3 separate regions of the Mus musculus genome follow, and all the other regions are linked to region 2. Evidence: chromatin contacts called from public Hi-C data. All regions are on one chromosome and are shown on one strand. The core of a region is the stretch at or near the end of the contact, and the rest is flanking DNA. Distances in the headings are between cores, read along the strand shown. Region 1 overlaps Gm4827 (predicted gene 4827). Region 2 overlaps Gm15518 (a long non-coding RNA gene). Region 3 overlaps Bbx (bobby sox HMG box containing).

Evidence for each region. A called contact is a pair of places that touch in the nucleus more often than the background predicts.
Region 1: a contact with region 2 is called in a Hi-C map of the Ba/F3 cell line, with 4 times the contacts expected there. The contact joins two enhancer-like sites. A contact is called at or near these places in 2 of 15 datasets of contacts at CTCF or cohesin (large pre-B cells and pro-B cells), 72 of 484 Hi-C or Micro-C datasets (B cells, the Ba/F3 cell line, the C2C12 cell line and 47 more), 14 of 115 datasets of contacts at active chromatin or transcription factors (the 230-238 cell line, CD8 T cells, DN3 thymocytes and 8 more) and 1 of 9 other capture datasets (embryonic stem cells).
Region 3: a contact with region 2 is called in a Hi-C map of Th2 cells, with 2.5 times the contacts expected there. The contact joins two enhancer-like sites. A contact is called at or near these places in 1 of 15 datasets of contacts at CTCF or cohesin (pro-B cells), 8 of 484 Hi-C or Micro-C datasets (Th1 cells, Th2 cells, bone marrow-derived DN3 thymocytes and 4 more) and 1 of 115 datasets of contacts at active chromatin or transcription factors (CD8 T cells).

Annotation. Positions count from the first base shown.
Region 1 is chr16:50,044,047-50,048,307 of GRCm38.p6, reverse strand. It overlaps Gm4827 (predicted gene 4827), which reads left to right. Exons shown (of 4, transcript NR_045935.1): 2 at 2,268-2,542. Among named protein-coding and RNA genes, the nearest start is that of Gm32101, 3.5 kb to the left of the region's middle. Within about 2 kb of position 2,352, at least 139 of the 459 cell types and tissues checked have an H3K27ac peak or open chromatin away from gene starts, as enhancers often do. A contact at or near this core is called in B cells, the Ba/F3 cell line, CD8 T cells and 10 more, where this site is marked.
Region 2 is chr16:49,763,436-49,767,845 of GRCm38.p6, reverse strand. Gm15518 (a long non-coding RNA gene) reads left to right here. Exons shown (of 5, transcript XR_003951928.1): 4 at 1-3,540. It overlaps Ift57 (intraflagellar transport 57), which reads right to left. Exons shown (of 11, transcript NM_028680.3): 11 at 2,720-4,104. The coding sequence ends at 3,926. Among named protein-coding and RNA genes, the nearest start is that of Gm15518, 10 kb to the left of the region's middle. Within about 2 kb of position 1,350, at least 42 of the 459 cell types and tissues checked have an H3K27ac peak or open chromatin away from gene starts, as enhancers often do. A contact at or near this core is called in B cells, the Ba/F3 cell line, CD8 T cells and 10 more, where this site is marked.
Region 3 is chr16:50,203,708-50,207,633 of GRCm38.p6, reverse strand. The region is part of intron 14 of Bbx (bobby sox HMG box containing); the gene reads left to right. Among named protein-coding and RNA genes, the nearest start is that of Gm4827, 130 kb to the right of the region's middle. Within about 2 kb of position 2,668, at least 26 of the 459 cell types and tissues checked have an H3K27ac peak or open chromatin away from gene starts, as enhancers often do. A contact at or near this core is called in CD8 T cells, Th1 cells, Th2 cells and 1 more, where this site is marked.

The sequences.
Region 1 (4,261 bases), core at 1,103-3,602, 280 kb before region 2:
GTGATTGACAGGCTCATTTGGATCAACACGTGCGTGTGTGTGTGTGTGTGTGTGTGTGTGTGTGTTTTGATAAAGCTTAGTTGACAGAACCAGATGACAAGCTACTTTTGTTCCTGGGTGTGTTCTTTGATGATCCTTGGATCAACTCTGACAGGAGCGGGTATTAGTGCACCCTTGTTCCTGTTCATTTAGACGAGGTCTCATGCATTCTGTCTGGCTTCAATCTGGAATTCGTTATGTAGCTGAGGATGACCTTAAACTTCCGGTCCTCTTGCTGTCTCTTCTTGAGAACTGGATCATAGGTGTGTGCCTCTGTGACTGTTTATGTGGCGACTTGCTCTTTATCAGAAGGTTTCCTGCTATACAGTAACCTTATAAGGTTTAGAGTTCCTGAGCCAGGTTTTCACGGTTACCCATTAATCATATCCTGGCATTTCAGAGCATCGCACCAGGGCCAGAGATGTGGTGAGGAAGCTCCAGTTCTTTGCTTTTCCACGTTGCTGATTCTGAGAAGGTAGCCCAGCCTGAATGTCCTCTCATCCTGCTAATATCTAACCGGCTACCTAGCAACATGATGGTTGTCCTACTTCCGTTTCTGGTGCTGGGATAAAATATCCCGATATAAAAAAACAACTTATGGGAGAAAGGGCCTATTTTAGCTCACAATTCCAGCTTATAGTCCATTATTTTGGGGGGAAGTCACACTGGCAGGAGCTTGAAGCAACTAGTCGGAGCACATCCGCAGTCTAGAGCAGAGAGAAATAAATTCACCTGTGCTTGCTTGCTTTACTCTAATACAGCCCAGGACTCAACCCCAGAGACACTGCATACAGCGGGCCGGTTGGCTGGGTCTTTCCACACCAATTAATCTAAGAAAGAAAAAAGCCCCTCCTAGGCATGCCCACAGGCTAGCCTGATCTAGGCAATCCCTCACAGAATCAACAAGGATTCTGTCCCTTTCTAGGTACTCCACTTTAGGCAAAGACTGTAGCCTGCTTCTTAAGCTCTAAAATGAGTTAATAATAGAATCTGATAGGTTTTCTTGAGGATTTAATGAGGTAATGAATGTAATTATAATGGCAAGCACAATGCCTGACCTGAAACAGATGCTTGGCAGCCACTAGCTCTTACGAATAATGTTTTATTCAATCAGGAAAGGCAGGTCTAAATGCTGAGGAAGCTCAGGGCGAGGTGGGAACGTCTGGAGAGGTATGCATTCTGTTTCTGGTGGGGTTTTTTCCTTGCTTTACTTAATACAGCCTAGGACCCAAATGCCAGAGAATAGTACTGTGTACACCGAGCTGGGTCTTTCCATTTAACCTAAGTAGGAAAAAAGCCCCTCCAGGCATGCCCATAGGCTAGCCTGATCTAGATCAGCCTAACCTGATCATAGCTGGCACCCCCACACATTGTATCCAATACTCCATGATTCAAAAGGTAATGAACGAGAAAGTGGTGGGCTTCAATTCCCAACCCTATTAATACCACAAGATTTGAGCTACATAAACCACTAGTATGAAATTGCTGGTATTCATTAAACCTTGACAATATGAATTATGTTTAGAAATAATGAATACACACACATATATAGTGTTTTGTTTGTTTTGGCTGTTTTGAGACAGGGTCTCAGTTTCTAGCCTAGGCTGGCCTGAAATAATATATTTTTAAATTAAGTCACTTGCCTGGAGGTCGGCCTCGTACTGGCATTTAGTGACATCTCAGTAAAGGCAGGGCATAGGCAGTATGAACTTTTTACACCGTGATTGTTTCACAGGAGTGACAACTGCGAGAACTTCTCATTCCCTTCGTCTGCCCTCACTGTTTCACCAGGTTTGGGTAGGAAGCACATGCCTGGTGTTCTGTGGAAGTGGTGGAGTGGGAGGAGGTTAACTGCAAGCTTTATCTCTCTCTGCTGCCAGTCGTCCAATTCTATGCTTTTCTCTGACTTTCATCAGTGATGAGGTCATCCCAGCGCGAGAAAAGCAAACTCCTATCTTTCAGATTCGATGAAGGCTAGCATTGTTTAGTCTGCATAAATAGAGGCCAGACCCATAGAGCCCAGGAGGCAAGCGGCTCGCCCTCTAGCGGTTTCACTGGCTAATGCCGGTCACTCACCGGAGCACTGACAGGAAGGCGGGAGCGTGAGGGCTAAAATGTAAGTTAAAATTAGATCAATAGTCAGCTTGGCTGTCTCAATCAATGCTTCGCAGGGAGAGCATACAACCATCTATTTATAAGCTAAACCCGGTATTATCTTCCTCTTTTAGGACGCAGAGATCCATTACTGCGCGCGGCAGGGGAGAGGATGCTGCGCGGAGGTTCCTGCCACTTTACAGCTCACTGGCTCGCGCTACCTCACCAGCCTGGGATGGGACGCTGCTGAAAGACCAGCCTAGCCTTCGGCTCTTCTCTCTGCGCAGGACCTTAGGGTCCCGTGCCCCTGCTGTGTCCCCTAACCACTCACTCTCGCCAATCCCGTGCAGCAATCGACCGCATCCTAAGTTTTAAATTGACAAGGTCAAATAGGGAACCTAGTGCATGGGTGAGTTTGCGGAGGGGTATAGGGCAAATGCATTAAAAATAACAGAACTCAAGGGCCCTCCTACAGAAACAGGCCACACATCAGCTGGATTCTAAACACAGGCTTGACTGCCCTTTTAAAAGGTTTTCCAACTAGCTCCCCCACTGACCTGAATTATTCATCCTTGCTCAGGCAAATGTTGCTGTCAATAACTGGGGTTCCTCCTCCTCCTCCTCCTCCTCCTCCTCCTCCTCCTCCTCCTCCTCCTCCTCCTCCTCCTCCCCATCAAAACAGGAATAGATATAGATTTGTGTAGCAGGCCAGTGAAGTTCTTAAGTTAAGGTCTGGGAGAGGTGGAACTCCACTAGCCCCAGTCTGCCCCCCGGGAAGGTATCTCTGATACACAAAATAGATCTACAGGAAGCTATTGTGTTGCTGTGGTTAAACTGCAGTTTTTCAAATGAGAGAGAGAGAGAGAGAGAAAAAAAAAACAGAGACAGAAGGGGGGGGAGAGACAGAGAGAGACAGAGAGACAGAGAGACAGAGACAGAGAGAGACAGAGACAGAGAGAGACACACACAGACAGACAGAGGGAGAGGAGGGACAGGGACAGAGAAAGAGAAAGGAATTTGATTTGGCGCCCTCACAATGCAAGATCAAACCATAATTTTTCAGAAAAAAAAACTTGTATCATATATATATATATATATATATATAATATTCTAACTTTTGTTTTTCTGTATCTGGAATTTTTCTTTCATAAGCATGCACTATTTTTATGATAGAAAAACTTTAAAGGCCTAAAGAACTTTAATATTAGCATAAATGTACATTAAGTATATTTTTAGAGTGGATCTATTAGCTGCTATATCATTTGACATAAAAGGCTTTTGAACTAAAGATAGGAACTGTTGTATTCTTTATTTAGAAATAGTATCTTCCATCCCCTTCCAATTCTTGTTGGCTTACCTCCAAAATAGTCTGCATCTGTCGCTTCCTCGCCATCTTTGCAGCTCCTCTCGGGGACAAGCCACCATTCATCAGCTTTCACCTGGATACCCAAAATATCTTGTCGGCAGTTTCTTACTGCCACCTTTCCCCAAAGAGGGGCTTCACTTGCCACTGTAGCAACCAGATTGGTCTTTTAAAATGTAAATCAGATATTCCTTTTTTTTTTTCTTTTCGAGACAGGGTTTCTCTGTGTAGCCCTGGCTGTCCTGCCTTGGTTAGATGATGTTCTTTCCCATAGCCAGAATGTAGTCTGCTGGGGTTTATCTTCAGGGTCATTTTGACTGGGCTTGGAATGACCTGGGAGTTGTGTGTCCCTTGGATGTGTCTGCTTCCAGAGAGGTTTAACCAAGGAGGAGCTGAGGTGTGTCATGAAGGCAGGTGGTATCATTCCATGGGTTGAGGTCTCTGGCTGAATAATCAAGGGAGGCTGAAGAAATGGCTGGGCAGTTAAGAGGGCTTCCTGTTCTTGCAGAGAAACTGGCACAGTTCCCAGCACCCATGCTGTGGGACCTAACAATCTCCTGTAACTCTGATGCCACTGGCACTTAAGTCTAATGAATACATAGGCACACACAGACACTCCCATACACGTAATTTAAATAATGAGCATGCACACTCTCTGTTTTCTGATGAAGGACACAGTATTATTCATACATTCATATATGGGTGTCTAGACCCCTACACTCCCTGGGCCATACTTTCCCATACCCTCCTTCAAACAGTGATCAA
Region 2 (4,410 bases), core at 101-2,600:
AGACCTTTCTTACTTGTACACAAATTTTAAGAACAGCGTCTGGCCCAATTTTAGGATGGCCAGTGGATCATCTGGAAGCCTACATCTTCATACTGTGTTGTGTTCAGGGAGCACAGAGTGCCTGCTCATCATCCATGCTGGGAGCTCTGAGCCAAATCCACAGGCGTCTCGTGTTCTCACACAGGCTCTCTTGAAACCCGTGAAGGGATGGGGCATAGCACCAGATGACATAGGGTTCTCATACCTATTTGCATGGGCATGTTCTCTGTGAACCCTTCCAACAGAGGTTCTGATACTCTTAAAAAACAAACCACAAAAGTAAAAACCTAAGCACTGCTTGCAAATTTAAGGGAAAGGGAAAGGGGGAGGTGGAGAAACCTTGTTTGGATTGATTGAGAATTTGTTCAATTTGATCAGTGAATACAATTATAACTTTGTTTTATCGGTGAACTACAGCATCTCAACGGAAGATCATATTGTTCTAATAAATGAATGGTATATTCGGGGGAGAGGCTGCCCAGTTGCATGTCACCTGTATGAACTATTACTTTAGACTTACAGGAGAGCTGCAACAGTTCAACAGATTTCTACATATCTGTTTCCCAGATTCTCAATATGGTAACAATTTATCATAATTTCTATTGTTTTTTTTTTTAGTGAAAGCTTTTAATGACTAGTTAACAATATTATGTCATGGTGATTCTTTTAAATTTAGCATAATCTTAGGCACCTGCTTGGTAGAGACTTGAGAAATAGCATCCAAAAACCATACTGCCTGTTAGGTTTTTAAATTAACATGCTAGTTGTACATAGTAATGGAACATGTTGTATGTGGGCCAGAATCCAATCAAGGTAATCAGGATTGAACTATTATGTCATGACTTATCACTTTCATCTTTCTATATACAACTCTAGCTCCCCCTCCCCCCAATACACACATAGTCGTCTCCTGAACCATTTACACTGCTGGCATGATGCCCTTTTATGGCTAAATCATTATGTGTACTATTTTACATAAATTCTTTTCAATTACCACGGCTCAAAACCAACTTAAGAAATTAAGATGCAATTTTCTAAAGTATAGACCTTACCCAACCTTTTCCTTTTGTGCTAAAATGTACTTTGTAGCACCAGTCTACATCTCCTTACTGATCCAGGGTCCAATCTAGAGCAGTGCTGTGTTCAGGTGTCATGCTTCTGCTCTCCCCTATAGTCAGGGACAATTCCTTGGTCCTTGTACCTCATCTAGTCACTTTTGAAGCACACAGGCTGTTTGTACAAGCCTCTCAACTGGGACGTGGCTGTCATTTTGTTATTATATTCAGGCTATGCATCTCCAGTATGACCAACAACTGTGTGCCCTCTTCAGGTGGTAAACGGTAGTTGTCCAAGACTGGTGATGTTAACTTTGATCAACTTAATGTAAGTGGTATGTACCGGATTTTCCAGTGTATATTGACAGTTTTCTCTCTTTGTGGGTTACTTTTTCTACAATGAAACCATGCAGTCACCCCATTTCTCATCGAGCTTCCCCCTAGTCGTTTCGGCATTCACTGATGATTCTCCCTCCAATTAGCTAGCATGGTACCTGCAGCTGGTGTTTTTCTAAGTGCAGCATCCACGTTGTCACACATCAGACATCCTATTGTAAGGAGTCGTATCTATATGGGCCTGTGGTTATACAGTTCATTATTATGATGCTCAACTTGTCTCTGTATCTGGCTGTTCATTGGATATTTCCCCAACATACTTTGAGTACTTTATGGCAGAGCCAGACATTTTTGGTACATATATACTTTCCTTCCCAGTTTAGGAATCAGTTCTCTAAAAGGAATGCGTTGGTTTCATTTGTTTAAAAAAATTCTAAGAAGATAATTTAGATATCAATGTTTGAATTCTAGGCATTGCACAGACTTGTAGTTGGGTAGTCCCTGCCTCTAGACCAGTGGTTCTCCACCTTCCCAATGCTGTGATCCTTTAGTACAGTCCCTCATGTTGTAGTAACCCCCAACTGTAAGATTATTTTCATTGCTACTTTGTAACTATAATTTTGCTATTGTTACAGACTGTAAGTATCTGTTGTTTTCCAATGGTCTTAGGTGACCTTCAAATGGGGGCCTGACTCACAGGTTGAGAACCAATGCTCTAGACCCTTGCAGAGCATATAATTAGGGAATGGGGAAGGGGGGTGGTTCTGTAGGTAAACGGCTTGCCGTGCAGTAGGAAGATCCCCAGCACCCACTACAAAGCCTGCTGTGGTCAAATGTGCTTGCGAACCCAGCACTGGGAGATAGAGGAGGAGGGAGGGAGATCCCTAGAACTCGCTGGTCAATGAAGCTATTGGTGACATCCATGTGAGAAACCTTATCTCAAAAATGACACATGTTGACCTCTGGCATCCACAGCTACAACAGAACCTAGGCAAAGAAGTTGTTTCACATTTTCTATTTGGCTATTGCACTGAGCACAGCAGAGGAGCTCCATATTGCCTATCATCCCACTGTGGATTACTCCCTTTTATAGATTAAATGAACTGTCTTACTTGCCATTGTATTGACTGCCATTGTCTTGGGTGGTAGTTTATGATAGAAATCAACTTTTCTCTTATCTAAACTAATTGGGAGTTTTAGTGAACACCAAAGGTGTCTGTGTATAAATGTGTTATATATCTAGAAAGTAAGAGCCAAGAAAAAGAAAAATTTAGGGAAGAAAGGTACTAGGATTTAAAATTATATTTTAATATGTTTTTCCTAAACATAAAAATAAACGTAAGCATTTTTAAGTCAAAATTTACTATGAAGTGATTTTTACTTCTTCAAACTAATGAAGGGTATCTGTCTGTCTCTCTGTCTATCTACCTACCTATTGTGTGTGTGTGTCTATGTGTGCACACTTGTGTCTAGGTGTACACATGTGTACAAACCACTGGAGCTGGGGATAAAACCCCAGTTATTAGACTTAGTAGCAAGAGCCTTTACCCACTGAGTCATCTTGCCGGTCCATGAGTTTGAACTTCAGTCCCCTGCTTCACCTGGAGAGCTACATCATAGGTGTGCATCACCAACTTGTTTCTATAGTGCTGAGGATCAAATCCAGAGCCTGCCTGTCAGACAAGAACTGTGCTAACTGACCCAGACCCCCAGCCCAGAAAAGCTACTCTTCAATAATGCTTATGTGGCTGACTTAGAAATCATAGTCTAGAAAAATTGCTGAGTAGGGTGCCTAATAAAGGACTGTCACTACCAGAGGGTGACCATGGGATTCATCATGGTGGCTTCTACAGAACCATGTTTGCAGAGCTGACTCCATGTGAATGCATAGGTTGCAGACACAGGCATAGGCATCGTTTCCCTCGTTACAGTAGCTGAGCCAAATATGGCAGAGCTACTATTTCAAATACTAGATTTCACCTGTTAACGTGGATACTGAACTTTCTTGTTTTTACAGTTAAGGAGGTGGTAATATCAACTCTAGAGATGAGGCAAGAAAGTTTGGCTTCCTACGAAGAACTCTAACTCCTATTCTTAGCTTCTCTAATATGTAAGTACTAGTGGTCACTGTAGAATGGTACCAGCTCTGGGCATCCTCAGAGGTACCAGTCCTCTGTCAGTAGTCCAGAGGGTCACAGGATACACATGATCCATGTGTCACTTAGACAAAAAATACTAATGAGCCACCAGGCAGCAGTATGCCATTGGTAATGCCAGTGAACACTTCTCTGAACATGATAATTTTAAGTACTTTATTAAATACTATATTCATTGTACAGGCTTTGGCCATCATAATCACCATGATATTAACACATGTGCAAAAATACCCACTGAATATGCTTGAAGAAGTATAAATTGTGTTTGGAAATCAATGCAACATTAAAAAATCATTTGATATAAAAACGAAATAATCAGAAGCATGGAAGCCCACGTGTTTAATAGAAGCCAATTGCTGACTCTGGGGTGACAGCTGCATGCATGTCCCTGGTCATGTTGCACTTCTCCTTGAGTTTTGACTGAAGTAGCGTGTGCTCCACCACACCGATTCTAATGTCCATCTGAACAGTTTCTTGCTTCAGCTTGGTTAAGCTCTGCTTAATCTTCACCAAAGGAGCTGGAGAAGAGAAACAGCACGAAATGAAAACGTTCCTTCCGAGTATCAGTTTGTCAGGGAATTGCCTGACATTTTCCTCGGTTTGTCTTAAGCCAGAAATAGGGTTAAAACACAGCCAATGACTTGCTGACATTCACACAGCTTTGCGGTGGTATTTTAAACACCTGAGAGTTTTAGGATGGGAACTGGTTCAATGTTTGATGTACTGAGGCTAAATTTTCTAACTTTTCTAGGAAAAGAAGTGCTAAGTGGGTATTTAAGGATGTGTTCAACACAGGTTTGTCTACAGGAACAGAGAATAGAATA
Region 3 (3,926 bases), core at 1,419-3,918, 440 kb before region 2:
GGCACCCAGTTTTGAATCTGCCATGCAGTCCCCAGATGTTAGTAGAAATGGAGTTGTTATTGATGAGACTTAATTACTTAAATATTGTTGACATATATTGAGCAAAACTTTGAAGACCCAGCTCTGAAAAGTGTGAATCCTTTACTTACAAGAGAACATAAATTCATACATAGCCAGAAAGATGGAACTCAATTTGAGCATCAGAAAATCACTCGTCGTTTCCAGTGACTCGCTAGTTATTGACTCTGATGCCATTCCCAGTACTCAGTTATTCAGGTGGTAATACTGTACTACCCGGGCCCTGTCTCATCCTTTCTTATACCTATGGCCACATCACTGTCTGTTAAACTTTGTGAAACTTTGCTTTGCGGGGCGTAAATATAGAAAGACAGGATGAAACCACAGTACAAGGTACTTTTAGAATGTGTCAGAAAGAAGGGGAACGTGTCCACCGCCTAGAATCGGCAAGATTTTTCTTGTCAACTGAGAAGACCTACCGTAGTCAGTTTGTCTTTCCATGGAATGTGGTGACTAAAGATTTTTAACTCCACAATGGTGGTATGATGATAGTTAGTACTTAATGACACTTAGAGGGCTTTTCTTTTTGTGAGGTTTTAAAATTTTGATTGTGACCCCATTGAATTAAGGACAGTTATTAGCCCCAAACACCTGATTTAAAAAAAAAATGTAGGTCAATTAAACGATAAAGACAGAAAAAAACAGAATTCTTTCTACTTAAGCACTTTGGACATTACTGTTTCATTTTTCCAAGCAGATCTGTCAACTTTTAGCCCTCATTGGGTTTGCTGTAATCCTAGCATCCTGGAGACTAAGGTGGGAGGGGGTTGCCTTGAACTTTAGGGAAGCCTGGTCTATCTAATAAGTGCCAAGCTAGCCAGGGATATGTTCAAAATCTCCATCAGAGTAGTTTCTTTGCAATTTGTAATATAGTTCCAGGAATTAATGGCAGGCAGCCTGTTTGTACAGGGAGATCTTTAAATGTGATCCATACAGCCCTAACTGGATCTGTTTCCCATGTTTGGAACTGTAGCTCTATAACTCCAGCAAAGTCTCCCAGAATCATAAATCTGGCTCCTTCATTCCTTTCTCTTTTCATTCAGCATCTGACTTGTTTTAGTTCACGGGAGACCAACCAAAGGCAATGAGATTTCAAATACAGCCATAATGATTTCAATGCAACTGAATTTCCCAGTTGGAATGTAAATTCCCGATTCTAGTAGCCTCGTGGGGTGCAGTCCAAGTACAGTGCTGTTTTCCCAAAGAATACTCTTCCACATTTGGGGAGCACTTTGGAAAACAAAGCCGTCTCTTTCTGCCACCGTCTTAATGTGGCTCCAGGAGTAAGCTGGCATTATCACCCTCAGATGATGCACTTCACGTGTGCTATGGTTATTGTCGAGTGTGAAAGCCAGCCCTGTGGACTTGTTCCAGTGCCTGAGGAATTTTGTGTGTTCAATTAAAAGTCTAAAGAGAAGTGACTAATGTGCTTTGGATGGCAAAGTCTTTCTTTCCTCACACATCCGCTTGTTTGAGTGGGGGAAGAAAGGCTTGATTTCCTCCCGAGCTGTTTGAGTTTGTGCCCCACATGCCCTGCCTCTCACTTACTTTGCTTTGGTTGGTGTGGCTGAGTACTGTTTTGTCACAGAGGACTATGTATTTGACTCACCCTTACTGTCCTCAGGTCTTCCATCTTAGTAGATTGTCCCTGAGGGGGTGACCCTGTACATAGGCCTCTGTGCATAGCTGTGTTTTCTGGATTTAATATCAAGGCAAAGTGTGGGGCAAGTGAGACCTTTAGCTCTCCATTCATTACCTCTCTAACACGGTCTTAGCTCTTATTCCATACCTTTGTCAGGTATGAATAATCTGCAGGGTCTATGATTTCTTCTAGATCTGATACTAGGTTTAGGTGAAATGATAATAACAATAATAGATTTAGCTGTGTAAGTTCATTCGGGGGCGCTGACACAGAGTTCCCATGGGACTATATTATACATTGCCTTGCACCTAGTCTGTAACTTGTTACTTCTTTGCTTTCTCCTAATAAGCTGACATCTAGAACTTGACTGTTACTCCTGTCTGCATGTGGACCTGAATTCTCCTCCTGTACCTGGCCTTTAGCAGCCATGCCTTTGGTCTCTAATGTGTCTTTATCAGGGTCATCTGAAGAGACTTTCAAAAGAGCAATACTTAGTAGAATGCTGTTACCTCAGGGCTCACCAGTGAAAATCAATAAGTTAAAACAATGCTAATCCACAAGTGTCCCTCCTAATTGGGACCCTGGACTGACAAAGATGCTTCTTCTTCTCAACACCATTATTTTCTATAAAACTGTTAGTGTAGGCTATGTGGCGAAACTACCCTTTTAGGTCTGAGTGTCTTCTTTAGAGTTAACCCAGCCCAGTTCACATCTGTATGTAGAAACACATGGTCCCACAGTTAGTAAACTGCAGTTCAAGAGGAGATGAGTCCTTGTGTCTGTGGCTGGATTCTCTGAAATCTTGTTATCTCAGGAAGTCAGATGATGTTTCACAAACCACTTGGCCTTTTCTTTTCCTAACACAATTTTCTTTTCACCGTTGGACCCTGTGCTTTGCACTTCTTACCACACGTTTTAGATTTTTTTTAGCAAAGGGAAATGAGTATGTTTTGGGGATCCCCACCTGTGAAGTAGCAGTGGCACTGGGGAGTTGAGCAGAAATCCCTCCAGAGTGACAGGAGGGATAAGCAAAGCTGAGGCTTATGAAAGTGCAACAGACATTATTTGATGTTCATTGCAAATCCAGGTTGGGCTTCTTTCACCTTGTCTGAAGCTTTGAGTTTTAAGGCTATCTAGTCATTAAACTTACTTGAATTATTCCTAACTAAATTGTAGCAAATTTTTTTATTAAAGCTTTTATATTTAAAGAGCTTACATATATATTTCCATTGGCCCATGCTAAGCTAAGAAGCAAAGAACCAGTAGTCTAAGCCTGAGTACCTATGATGAAAGCTATTCTGCTCTTGAACCTGGGACTAGGTCTAAATTATAAGAAGGCCTTTTCTCTGATTGTGGAGTCCATACTTTCGATAGTGCTTAGAGGCATGCTTACCGGGTGTTTTGAGGCAGTGCTGTGAAACCAGTAATTGCTGCCTTAAGCCTGTCCCCACACAGCCATTTGTGTTGCAGTACTGAGATACTGATACACGGCCAAAAAGAAGTCCATACTCTATTTTGGTGGAATTGTAGTAATTTTCCTATGTGTTTGGAGTATGAATCAACCTCTTCATTTCAGATATCTATGATTTCCAGGGCAAAAAAAAAAAATCTCTAATTTGTAGTCCTCTTTTGTCAAGGCTATATCTAAAATCACTATAGAGCTAGATTAAAATTTTCAATTAGACTTAGAGGAGTATTTATACCAGCAGTGAGTTTCACACACTTAGAGCTGTTCTTACTAGATTTTTCTCTTGCTCTTTTTTTTTATACTGTACATATATTTTTGTTTTTGTTTAGTTGGTTGGTTGGTTGGTTGGTTTTTCAAGACAAAGATTCACTGGTTGTTCTAAAACTCACTCTGTAGAGCAGGTTGACCTCAACTTTAAACATCCTTTGGCCTCTGCCTCCCAAGTCATTTCCTGACCTAGTCTTCCCTTTTCTTTGTCAAAAATGATTTCTGTGCCTACTATTAGGAGATTGAATGACTACTAACGTTTTTCCTGTCCAAAACCTTAGCTCAGTCACTGGCATAAAAAAAAAAAGAAAAAAGAAAAAAAGCACCAATCATGAAACTTGATTGCTTTTACTTTTATAAATCTATTTATTTTAGATGTATGGATGTTTTGCCTCCTTGTGTAAGTATTTTATGTTCAAGTATGTCTGCATATTACATGTGTGCTAGTGTTCTCCGAGGCCCAAGGACAGT